3 separate regions of the Sus scrofa genome follow, and all the other regions are linked to region 2. Evidence: chromatin contacts called from public Hi-C data. All regions are on one chromosome and are shown on one strand. Each heading gives the region's core, a stretch centred on a gene start, on an enhancer-like site or on the middle of the called end of the contact. The rest is flanking DNA. Distances are from core to core; before and after follow the strand shown. Region 1 holds the start of PDLIM5 (PDZ and LIM domain protein 5). Region 2 overlaps PDLIM5 (PDZ and LIM domain protein 5). Region 3 has its middle 38 kb from the start of PDLIM5.

Evidence for each region. A called contact is a pair of places that touch in the nucleus more often than the background predicts.
Region 1: a Hi-C map of embryonic fibroblasts shows a contact between it and region 2, with 3 times the contacts expected there. The contact joins the promoter of PDLIM5 here to the enhancer-like site in region 2. A contact is called at or near these places in 3 of 47 Hi-C or Micro-C datasets (embryonic fibroblasts, heart right ventricle and liver) and 2 of 2 datasets of contacts at active chromatin or transcription factors (alveolar macrophages and skeletal muscle).
Region 3: a contact with region 2 is called in a Hi-C map of embryonic fibroblasts, with 4 times the contacts expected there. The contact joins two enhancer-like sites. A contact is called at or near these places in 1 of 5 promoter capture datasets (liver), 18 of 47 Hi-C or Micro-C datasets (alveolar macrophages, blood, brain and 9 more) and 2 of 2 datasets of contacts at active chromatin or transcription factors (alveolar macrophages and skeletal muscle).

The regions. Positions count from the first base shown.
Region 1 is chr8:125,257,549-125,261,281 of Sscrofa11.1, forward strand. It overlaps PDLIM5 (PDZ and LIM domain protein 5), which reads right to left and starts at 2,421. Exons shown (of 18, transcript XM_021101756.1): 1 at 2,292-2,421.
Region 2 is chr8:125,110,009-125,113,722 of Sscrofa11.1, forward strand. All of the region lies in intron 9 of PDLIM5 (PDZ and LIM domain protein 5), which reads right to left. Among named protein-coding and RNA genes, the nearest start is that of PDLIM5, 150 kb to the right of the region's middle. Within about 2 kb of position 2,098, at least 9 of the 83 cell types and tissues checked have an H3K27ac peak or open chromatin away from gene starts, as enhancers often do. A contact at or near this core is called in embryonic fibroblasts, where this site is marked.
Region 3 is chr8:125,296,190-125,300,248 of Sscrofa11.1, forward strand. No RefSeq gene overlaps it. Among named protein-coding and RNA genes, the nearest start is that of PDLIM5, 38 kb to the left of the region's middle. Within about 2 kb of position 2,307, at least 4 of the 83 cell types and tissues checked have an H3K27ac peak or open chromatin away from gene starts, as enhancers often do. A contact at or near this core is called in embryonic fibroblasts, where this site is marked.

The sequences.
Region 1 (3,733 bases), core at 1,171-3,670, 150 kb after region 2:
CAAACTAACAGTGGCAGATGGAGATACTTGAACTACTGGGTATATTAAAGGCAAGCAGATTCCATCTTCTCATATGGGGAAATGAGTCAAAACTTTCCAGTCTACCAGAGTTCCTGATGTGGCACAGTGGAAACGAGAATCTGACTAGTATCCATGAGAATGCAGGTTCAACCCCTGGCCCTGCTCAGTGGGTTGGGGATCCAGCATTGCTGTGACCTGTGGTGTAGGTTGCAGATGTGGCTCGAATCCCACGTTGCTGTGGCTGTGGTGTGGGCTGGCAGCTGCGGCTCTGATTTGACCCCTTGCCTGGGAACCTAAAAAACAAAACAAACAAACAAATGCTTTCAAGTCTAGCTCTTAAAAAAAAAAAAATCAGTGAAAATCCTCACTGCATCTACCCAGAAAGAAAACGGGCTTTTCCACTAGCATACTACCAGGCGGTAATATGTTACATCAGTACTGATGTAACAGGCACTAAAAAGATGAAAAGGCCAAACCAGAGGTCAGACTATTAGATGTATGTGAAAAATGAGCAGTAAGGCCGTCATAAGGGGCAACAAATAATGTAATTGCTTTCTTGCTGTAATAAAAGAGTTTCAGAGAACTTCTAGAGAAAGACTATTTTAATAATGGCTCACAACACAAATTAAAAGTGCATAAAGCCGACAGATATTTCACAGGCAGCCTGCCTCTCCTTCTTTTTTAATCTTTAACCTTCGTCAGGAGAAGAATGTGAAAGTCAGGCTCAACTTCCTCTGATCTCATTGTTCCCTACAAGAAAATGTATTTAATTCATATATTAACCCATGTACCTGCAACTTCCCCTTACTTGGAGTTTCCTTCCTGATTTCCCTCATTTGTTATTAAAATTTCTAGCGCTGGCCAGGTCACGGCCACACTACAGGAACCCGTGTCAGTTCATTCCTAGTCCATGTCATTTCCTTTCCAGTATTCTCCCTTTGCTAGCTCCACCTGCCTTAAAATATTCTGATCCCTTAAGCAACGGTAACATTATTGGCCTTTTCCAGGTGTCTCTCCTCTGGTTATTAATGCCCAAAGTCTGCCTAAAATACCAAGCAGGCAGGAAATAGCAAGCAGCCTCTCCGCTTTCAAACATGTAGAAAATGTTGGAACTTCTGTATGGTGCTGGATTTCCTTTAGGGAAAGTCCGAACGATGTCTTCACTCAAGTACTTGGGAAGGAAGCTTGGTATTTCCCACACTTCTATCTAAGCTTCTTTGGTGGGTGGGAAGAGGGAAAGGAAAACTCCTGATGAATTGCTGGGAGTGACAAGAAGAGTCTGCAATTAAAGCAGTATCTTGAGATTCTTTTTCCGCAGACTCAGAGACTGCGGAGATAGAGTGAAAGAACTAAAGCCACAGGCACTGGATGAAAGCAGGCGACGAGACAGTTTGCCAGCGGAGAGGTTCACGCCTAGCCCTGTTTGCCAAATAAGGTTCCCGAGCCGGCTGTTTCCGAGGCCAGGCGGGTTGCGATGTCCTCGTGGTCAGGAAGGCGGACTTGGGATAGGATCTGGCGATCACACCCTAGACCTGCCCTGCCCAGCGCAGCCACGAATTTTCTTTCCAAGCTCTGCCCTGTCCATACGCCCTTCCTTTTTCCACTTATTGTCAAACGAACCGAAGGCACAGCCTTTAAAAAGCCCCAACAAGTACGCAAGTACTAATAAATCCGGCGTTCACGGCAGATTTGTTTTTTTAAAAAAGCTTTTATTTCTGGACGCACGGAAGTTTCCCCCTAACAGGTTACACAATCCTAAATATGCGGGGGAAATACACGCTTCTCGGCGTGAGAGCAAATAAAAAAAAATGCACACGCCATTCCCGTTTAGCCCCGCTTCCCACCCACACCGCCCGGAGATTCGCACAGGACGATTGTGCCCCGGGACGCCTAGGTGGGTGCCCGGCGGCGCCCCGCAGCCGGATCGCAGGTCGGTGCGGGGGTGCCCGGGGAGCCCCTCCGCGCTCGCGCTCGCCACGCCGGGCGCCCGGGTCCCGCGTCCCTGCCTCCGCCGCGCTCGTGCCGGCCCTCCCGGGCTCCGGTGCCCGTCCTCTGGCCTGGCGCCCACTCCCGCGCCGCCTTTTCCAGGGCGCTTCTCCTCCCAAGCCGTTGGGCGTCCAGCAAACACCTGAGAAACCTCCCAGCGCTCAGCGCGCCTCTCCTCTCCCCTAGCTGAGCGTCCACCCAAGCGCTCGGCGCACGGCCACCCCTTCTTTCCCTCCTTCCTACCGGGGATCGCAGACGTACATCCCCGGCGGACGGCAACTCACCTCGGGGCCGCAGCGGCTCTGCCTCCGCCTCAGACGAGAGCTGACAAGTGACTCCGTTGCGTGCGCCTTCCCCGCCGCCCGCGGGAACTTCCGCCTCCTGGCTCCTCCCACCCGCCCCGCCCCCGCGCCAGGACACGCCCCCTCGGCTCCCGGCCACGCCCTCGGGCCGGGCAGGGCTGCGCCGCGCTGGGAGCAGGCTGCTTGCGGCGGCGCCCAGCTCGCGGGCTTGCTGGGGCGAGCTGAAGCCGTCGCGGAAAAACAATTGCACTACCTAGTTTCGGTGGGAGTAGTCTTAGGGGATTTTTGTCCGCCCCGCCTGAATGTTTTGTACTGGAAGCATTTCTCTCTCCAGAAACTGAATTGGCAAGCAGTTGCTTTGGCTAAAAATAGGAGAGGGCTTTTGATAAATCCCTATCAGTATGCAAGTTCCGCGGCTACTGCCTGGTTTTTTTGAGAGAGCTTTGTGTGCCCTAAGAAGTGAAGACCCTGAAGTTTACTGAGCAGGAAGGTGAAAATCAGTCACTTTAATATTAGAAGTTAGGTCCTCTGATCAAACCAGAAGATCGAGATACAGAGCAGCTGCCCAAAGTGGTTCAACCACTATAACCTCAACTTACTTTTCTAAGTCCAGCTCAGTGGTTCAGTTTCCAGTTTGTAGAAGATTGTTTGATTTAGCTCAAGGAATTTATTCACAAGTAAATTTGAATAGTGGCCATATGGAAAGTAACTTTTTGGCTTCTTCAAAACTGTGAATTGCCTTATAAAACGTGAAAAAGACAATTCTTAACCAAGTGACATGTAAAGCACGGATCACGAGGTCCATGAATACACTAGAAGGACAAACGAAATTCTAGAGAAGATGCAGTCCAAAACGGTAGCCGCTAGTGAACATTTGAAACATGGCTACTGTGACTGAGACCCTGAATTGTTTGTTTTACACAAGTTTGCTTTAAATTAAAAACTGAAGCAGGGTAACATGCTTATGTTAAACACAAATTATTTGGGTAGGACTACATTTGACTTAATCATTGAAAATTTAGTGCCCAAATTGAGCTGTAATGAAAGTGTAAAAATGCACACTGGATTTTGAAGACTTGGTATAAAAAAATACAATGTAAAATACATCAATAATTTTAAACTGATTGCATGTTGAAAGGATAAGAATTTTTTAGTGTTTGGTTAAACATATAATTAAAATTAGTTTTGCCTGTTTTTTGAATATGACACTAAGACGTTTTAAATTACCTATGTCGACAGGCATGATGTTTTCATTGGACGGTGCTAGTCCATAGTTTTCATCACATTCTCCAGAAGACTGTTGGAAGGAAGGTTAAATATGTGTTAAAATATGTTGTCATATTTGACTTTTCACTCCCCAAATAAATAAATAATTAAATAAATAATAACAATAGCTTCCATTTATAAATGGACAATGTGCTACA
Region 2 (3,714 bases), core at 848-3,347:
TAAATTGTCCTTGGTATTTTCACTCTTCCACAAAGCACACTTTCACAGAATAATGCTGCTAAGCAGAAAGTTCCATATACCAGGATCACAGCTGCATTCTGTACTTGTGGGGTTCACCAGCATGGCAACGCTATGCATTTTAGCCCAGGAAACTGCTGGCTGTCAGGAAAAATGAGTACCTTCCCACTGGCTTCCTGACAAACACCGGTGAGCATGCTCCCTTATCATCATGCTCTGCCTTCTGGAAGATTAAATCAACTGAACCTCAGCTGGAAATTTCTGACACTCCTAAGCACAAGCGAAATTTATTAATGAACTTCAACAGTCTTTGTTTCTGTAGCAGCCTAAAAACAGGATTTGAGCTTGCTCATTCTACCTGTAATTGACATGGCATCTCGAAGCGAATTTAAAAATCAGCAAGTAGGGGGCGTCCTTGATTTGCACGCAGAGGAGCAGAAATGACTATCAGAGGTGAGAAGATCATGAAGCTCATGACAATACCACCCCAGATGAGGTTTCTTTGTGTGAGAGCAACGAAAAAGAACGGACTCAAAGAAATGATTTTTCTTGGAGCTTTTCCAATTTACTGAAGCAAGGAAAAGAGGGAAACAGGAAAGGAGATCTCGAAGGAACTGGAACGTATTTGTGTTGGGAGAAGAATTTGCTCTTTGTTGTTATATCTCATTTTCTTCACACCTTTCAAACTTCACTTTCATGCATTTCTCTGCTCTTGCCTTTTGTCTAATGGATTTTCCCATTATTAAATGTCCAGTCTCAATATTACATGAACTCTTTAAGTTAGCTATACAGTTCCTATGTCTCTTTAGAGAAAAATGTAGGAGTTCCCGTCGTGGCGCAGTGGTTAACAAATCCAACTAGGAACCATGAGATTGCGGGTTCGATCCCTGCCCTTGCTCAGTGGGTTAACGATCTGGCGTTGCCGTGAGCTGTGGTGTAGGTTGCAGACGCGGCTCGGATCCCATGTTGCTGTCGCTCTGGCGTAGGCTGGCAGCTGTAGATCAGGTTAGACCCCTGGCCTGGGAACCTCCATATGCTAAAAAATGTAGAAAGGGGTCTGAAGGCAAGATCGGTAATGAACGAGCATTTATTTACACTACATCTATAAAAAATACCCATATAAGGATTTTAAGGTGTAATGCCTACTTACAAATCACCTGTTACAATCCACTGTATAGTAGTCATGTAATGCTAAGATTATGAAAAGAATTAATATATGATAAAAGCATTTTTCCAAATTCAGATTAAAAAGATGTACTATTCAATACTGCAGGGTCAAATTACCTATTTGAAAATATAAATGACTCTGTCTGAATGCCCACTGTTACAGCCACCCACTGAGAGTCCCTGGAGATGCCATGTGTCTTGAGAAAGCTGTCACAGCACCCCATGCTCCAAAAAATATATGCAGTAACATTTCCCCCAATCTATCCAAAATGTGGTGAGTGTGATTTGCTTCTTGAGAACTTTTAATTCTGGGTCTTGGCAATCCTGCCCTCCTTTTTTCAATACTATTTGGCTTTTAAGAAGGCCTTATAGACTTTTTTTTTTTTTTAAGGCCACAGGTGCAGCATATGGAAGTTCAAGGGTTAGGGGTTGAACTGGAGCTGCAGCTGCCAGCTGACACCACATCCAAAGCAACACAGGATCCGAGCCGCATCTGCAACCTACACCACAGCTTGTGTCAACACCGGATCCTTAACCCACTGAGCAAGGCCAGGGATGGAACCCACGTCCTCATGAAGACTAGTCAGGTTCATAATCTGCTGAGGCACAACGGGAACTCCCTCTGGTCTGAACCAATTTCTAAAGGACTTAGTGCATAATTTCGACTATGAACATCAATTTTTGCTTATTATGAGGTGATTTTGATGAAAAAAATCTTCATAAATGGTAGTCTTACCAGCTCAATTTTGGAAAAGAACCCAAGTATTCCCATAATTAAACTGAGAAATAATTTGTGTGTGAAAAACAGCGTAGAAAGGAACTATGTTTCTGACGTCAGTAATTTCATACTTTTCTCACCAAGAGCTTAAGTGCAGTAATTACTTCTGTTCAATAGATGGCGACCTTTACATTATAGTCGCCAAACCAACCCTCGCATAGGACCATGAAACTCACCAGCAGAAAATGAAAAGGCGATACAGCACAAATATTCCATGTTTTGCAACAGTAATTACTGCTTGGTTATATGCCCATTTTTTGAAACTGCAGTCTTTTTTCCAGGTTTGTGAAACACTTTTCGGGAATGTGTACGATAACATTGGCTAAGCAATTCTATCTGGCCTTTAAGGTTTTATTTTTATTTTTAAAAATTAGGCTATGCCTGGGAAAGCCTTGGTGTTCTGTGCTTTGGGGCAAATCTGTTTATTCTTACATCATGAAAATACGTGAAAATATGAGCCTAGGGAATGATTCTTGAGATCTCTGTACAGCGTATAGAGGATGGCAAATTTACTCAAAGGGCACATGCCTTAGTAAGGATATGCAACAAGAGTCGAGAATATCTATGAAACATCAATAATGAAGAAAGGCACAGGCCAGCCCTCTGTGTTTCTTCATTACTCTATTTTATGTGATCATACGAGTATCTGTGAACAAGCTAAAATGTTTTAAAAACTTGCTGTAAAAAGAGTATGTTTGGAAGTACTTATGCAGGTTCTGCTGTCTAAGTTTTTTCTTTTCTTTTCTTTGTTTTTTTGCTTTTTAGGGCTGCATCCGTGGCATATGGAGGTTCCCAGCCAAGGGGTCTAACCTGATCTACACCCGCCAGCCTACGCCACAGCCACAGCAATGCCAGATCCGAGCCGCCTCTGCGACCTACACCACAGCTCACGGCAACACCAGATCCTTCACCCACTGAGTGAGGCCAGGGATCGAATCCATGTCCTCACGGATACCAGTCAGGTTTGCTAACTGCTGAGCCTTGATGGGAACTCCAGGGATATTTCTTTTTAATCAGTGTTTTAGATTAAACTCTTAATTTTAATCATTTCCTTCGTATGATAAATTTTTGTTGGTATTTGCAATCGGAGCACCAAGTATTTTAAATGCCTGTTTCTAAAATTAGTCAGGTATTCTCACCTCACAGGAGGCACTGAGCTCTATTCATGTTGAAATAGGCCAAAAATACAAAGGAAGATGCATTAAGGAACAAATGTTCCCTTACTTTTTAAAAAGTATCTTCCATGACCACTCAACAGAAAATACCAAGGGAAAAGCATCCACTTTTGCCAGGTAGGTTGCCCAGGGCACAATTCTCCTTTCCAGCAGCTTTAGATGGTTCTATTTCACGTTCAGTATAGATATTAATGCCTTGATGTTTTTATGAAATTTTGACCTTGTGTTGAATTTTTATTCCATTAAAAAGACAAGCATACCATGTTGTAAGCAATTTCCTAAAAATTCAACTATTAGGGAATTGGAGAAATGAACAATCACATACCATTATTACCATCAGTCATCAGTGCTAATTAGAGCCTAAGACAAGGGTGGAGGAGTGAAGCATACAAAGACCTGTGTTCAGAGAGCTTCTACTCTAGTCAGGCATATGGGATATGGAAACAAACAGCTGTCACACAGATCAGAAAAGGAGGGACCACAACAGAGGTAAGAGTAGTATTTCCAACCGGGTCTAAGTCAGTGATTCCACGTTAGAATAACTTTTCCTTGAATGCTAATCAGTCAAAATGAATG
Region 3 (4,059 bases), core at 1,057-3,556, 190 kb after region 2:
TACATGCACATAGGGGTTTTAAGATATGGCTATAAAGTTTTATCTAACTATTCCTTGGGACTTGCAAATAGAGAACAACTTAGTTACAGAGGTTATGAGGTAAACAAAACTCACCAGAAGGAAAACAGGGTTTTGAAAAGACAGGCTCTAAAGCGAAGGTAAAGTTTAGGATGTGATTTCTCCCACCCCAACAAAGAATGGGAGGAAGGAGGCAGAGGGAGAAGAGGAAAGAGAGAATGAATTAGAAAGGGGCTACATCATGAAAATACGTCACTGAGAGAAATTAAGAACACACTGAAGATTGTATCCTTGATACTGAACACAAATTTCATGCCACTCCCACAGGGAGGGACTGAAATACTAAATTAATCCATCAATAACAATAGAAAATTATGTAATTTGGCATTCCTTGGTAGTCCACAGTAGTTAGCAAGGCTGAATAAGAGTTTATCCTAATTCATGTCGATATCCCTCCCCTCAAACAATTGGGGAACCACTCAAATAAATCAGCAGGAAAGTAGATTTAATTTTTTTTAATTGTTTTGGCCACGTCCTTGGTATCTGGAAGTTCCCAGCCTAGGGGTCGAATGGGAGCTGCAGCTGCCAGCCTACACCACAGTCACAGCAGCGCCAGATCCCAGTCACATCTGCAAACTACACGGCAGCTTGTGGCAGCACTGGATCCTTAACCCACTGAGTGAGTCCAGGGATTGACCCTACATCCTCTTGGGTACTAGAGAGGCTCTTAACCTGCTGAGCTACACAACAGGAACTCCAAGATTTTAAAATCTTAATAATTATGTTTTTATTAGGCTAGGTCTCATATATTTTCAATTATCCATTACATATGTTTATAATTTTATAAGGTAGTTCAGACAAGGGACCGTAGGATTTAAAAAAACTCTCCAATCCAGGGTGAGCCCAACCCACTGTACAGAATGTTGCTCTTTAGCAGCATGGAACAGGATTTTAGTTCTTCCTACCTTTTCAGACGCTGAAGTAACTAAACAATTCCATTGATTGATTCTTGATGTTTTAACCTCTACTTTACACTATTAAGCAATCCCTTAGCTTTGAACACCTTCTGGTAGGAGGGGAGGAGAGGATCTAAATGTTTCCAAATCTAAGAAAAAGTCCGAACTTGATTTCATTTAAAAAACACAGAGATGAGAGTAAACAAAGCTAGTGAGGTTCCCAGTTTATGCATCTTATTGTGTTAGAGGACTAAAAATGCTAGGAAACCGTAAATATATTAGTTTGCATTTGTGAGGAGTTCCTTTTTTAATTTTTTGTCTGAGATTTGTCGAGTCTTCATGTACCAAACAGCAATTTTTAATAGGCCATAAAGTAAAGGAACTAACTGGGCTTTTATCTCATTTAGACTTCAGAATTCTAACCATGAAAGAACAAGTTCCATGTCAAAACTTGCTTATCATTCGGACGAACTGATTACCTTGAAATAACTACATAAGGAACCAAATCAGAGGTCATGGAAATCAGAGAGCTCTTTCAACCTGAGATAATATATTTGATCAATTATCTGCATGAATGCACAACTCCCAAGTAGAAGATTTCTAATTTGAAAAATTAACTACGAAAGCTCAAGCTCTTGTGGCATTCAAACCTACAAAGAAAAACTGCAACGTGAGTGGGAAGAGTTGAGACTTGCTCAAGAAGAAAAAAGCGAGGGCAGGGTTTCCATGAGGGACTAAGCACACTCAAGATAGAGACAAAGAGATGAACTATTTCAGGGGAAGAACATAGTGGATGGAAAAAGAGCTTTTCCTTTTAAAAAGAACCACTATACATTGACAGCCAAAGCTCCTAAATTAGTTCTACATTTTAGTAGACTTAGGTCTCAACAGATCAGGATTGAAATTGGGTTTCTAGAGCGTTTATCCTGCAACTAAATTGAAATACGAATATCCATTGCTGAGCTGCTGAGTATTTCAGTTGACCACTTGGAAATTAAAGATCAAAGTCATTTTTCATGTGAACATCTAAGGCCTTTCATCTCAAGCATAAGTTATAACATAAGGTCACATAAATACTGTCTTTGCATTTTAAGGGAATGATAATGAAAACAGTTTTTCCATGAGAAAATCCAAGGAACTCAAAAAAAGAACTTCAGTTCTTCTTGGAAACACATAGATGATGTATTAATCAGGGTTCTTCAGAGAAACAGAACTAGTAGGGTGTGTGTGTGTGTGTGTGTGTGTGTGGATTTATTATCACATGCCTATGAAGGCTGGTAAGTCCCAAGATCTGCAGGGTGAGTCAGCAAACCAGACACCCAGGGGAGCCAATGGTTCCAGTCCAGAACCCAGGAGGCTGGAGGAGCAGGATGAGCTAATGTCCCAGTGGAGAGGAGAGGACCTCTCTCTTTCTCAAGGGCAGGGTCACTGTTTTTGTTCTAGCCAAGGCTTCAACTGATTGGATGAGGCCCATCCATGTCTAGTAGGGTAATCTGCTTTGCTCAGTCTATTTGAATGTTAATCTCATCCAAAACTATCTTCACAGAAACACCCAGAATAATGTTTGACCAAATAGCTGGGCACCCTGTGGCCCAGGCAAGTCAAAACATAAAATTAAGGCATCACCAGTATGACAATCAGAGTCATTGGTCACATTTTTTCCACTCAGTGTCCTCTGCATTGAAGTGTAGTATATGGGGGATTATAACCTAGGCTAAGTGTCAAAAGGCCTGTGTTAGAATCCTGTCTCCATTTATTCCTGGGTGACCTTGGACATGCTAACATTTCTCATTTTTGATTAGCAAATTCGTGGTAATAACAATCCTTGCCTCATATTGCTATTATTGCTGTGAGGAGTAAATAAAGTGAACCATGACATTTAAAGCACCTAGAAGAACACCTAGCATGTAGTAGGAACTTGCCAATAATCCCTTACATTACACAAAATTCATTGAAATAAAATTATTATTATTACTATTATTATTGTCTTTTTAGGGCTGCACCCACAGCATATGGAGTTTCCCAGGCTAGGGGCCAAATCAGAACTGTAGCCACTGTCCTGCAACACAGCCACAGCAACACCAGACTCAAGATGCGTCTGCGACCTACACCACAGCTCACGGCAACACCAGAACCTTTACCCACTGAGCAAAGGCAGGGATTGAACCTGCATCTTCATGGATGCTAGTGAGATTCCTTTCCACTGAGCCATGATGGGAACTCTGAAATAAAATTCTTAAAAGTTGTTACTTTGTGTATTTTCCATTTCTACTTGGCTTTTCCAGTTTCATACATGAACCCATAATTTTCAATTGCTCCAAGAGTTTTTCCTGTTAAGTGTTCCATAGCACATACAATAAAACTTTTCCAAAACATTTGACACAATCATAACGCAAATATATGTACACTGATTAATCGTATTGAATGTCTATTCGCTGTCGTCAAGAGAATATAAAGAAAAGTAAAATATATTCCTTTTCCTCAGACTCTTTATCTCAATTAAAATAAATTAACATATGAGACGAAAAAAGTAGAAAACAATTCGAGACACTCTAAGAGGGAAAAACAGGGACAAGAATTGCCATTGTGCTAGAGGAAACAAGGATTCCCAGCCTCCTCTCTTCTCCATCTCAGAAGAGTAAAATTATTTGCATAACTGAATTCTGGGATTTGTTTAGGTACAGTCAGGAGCATGAGAAAAGCATACAGAAAGCTTAAAAAAAAAAGGCAGACAAGCTCGTAGATCAAGATAACAAAGAGGAGGAAGCAAAAGAAAGAAACAAGTTGGGAAGAAACACAATGCTTTGGGTTGAGTGTCCTGGGTGAGTGGGTGGTAGTGAGACAAGGTCTAGAGGAGCTATGAAGTGCAGGCTATGAACACGGGGAGGCTGGCTGTTCTTTTACACTTCAGCCCATCTTTTCCTGCCTTTTGGCTCACGCCTTGTTTCATCCCACTCTTAGATTTGCGGAAGCCTGAGCTCAAGTCTTGAGGCCTTGCTCCACGTGTGTCTGTCCCTCGTTTCCTTGAGCAGGCTCATGCCCGGGCTTCCTCCTGGCCCAGCCCGATCACTGATGTGTGTTACTG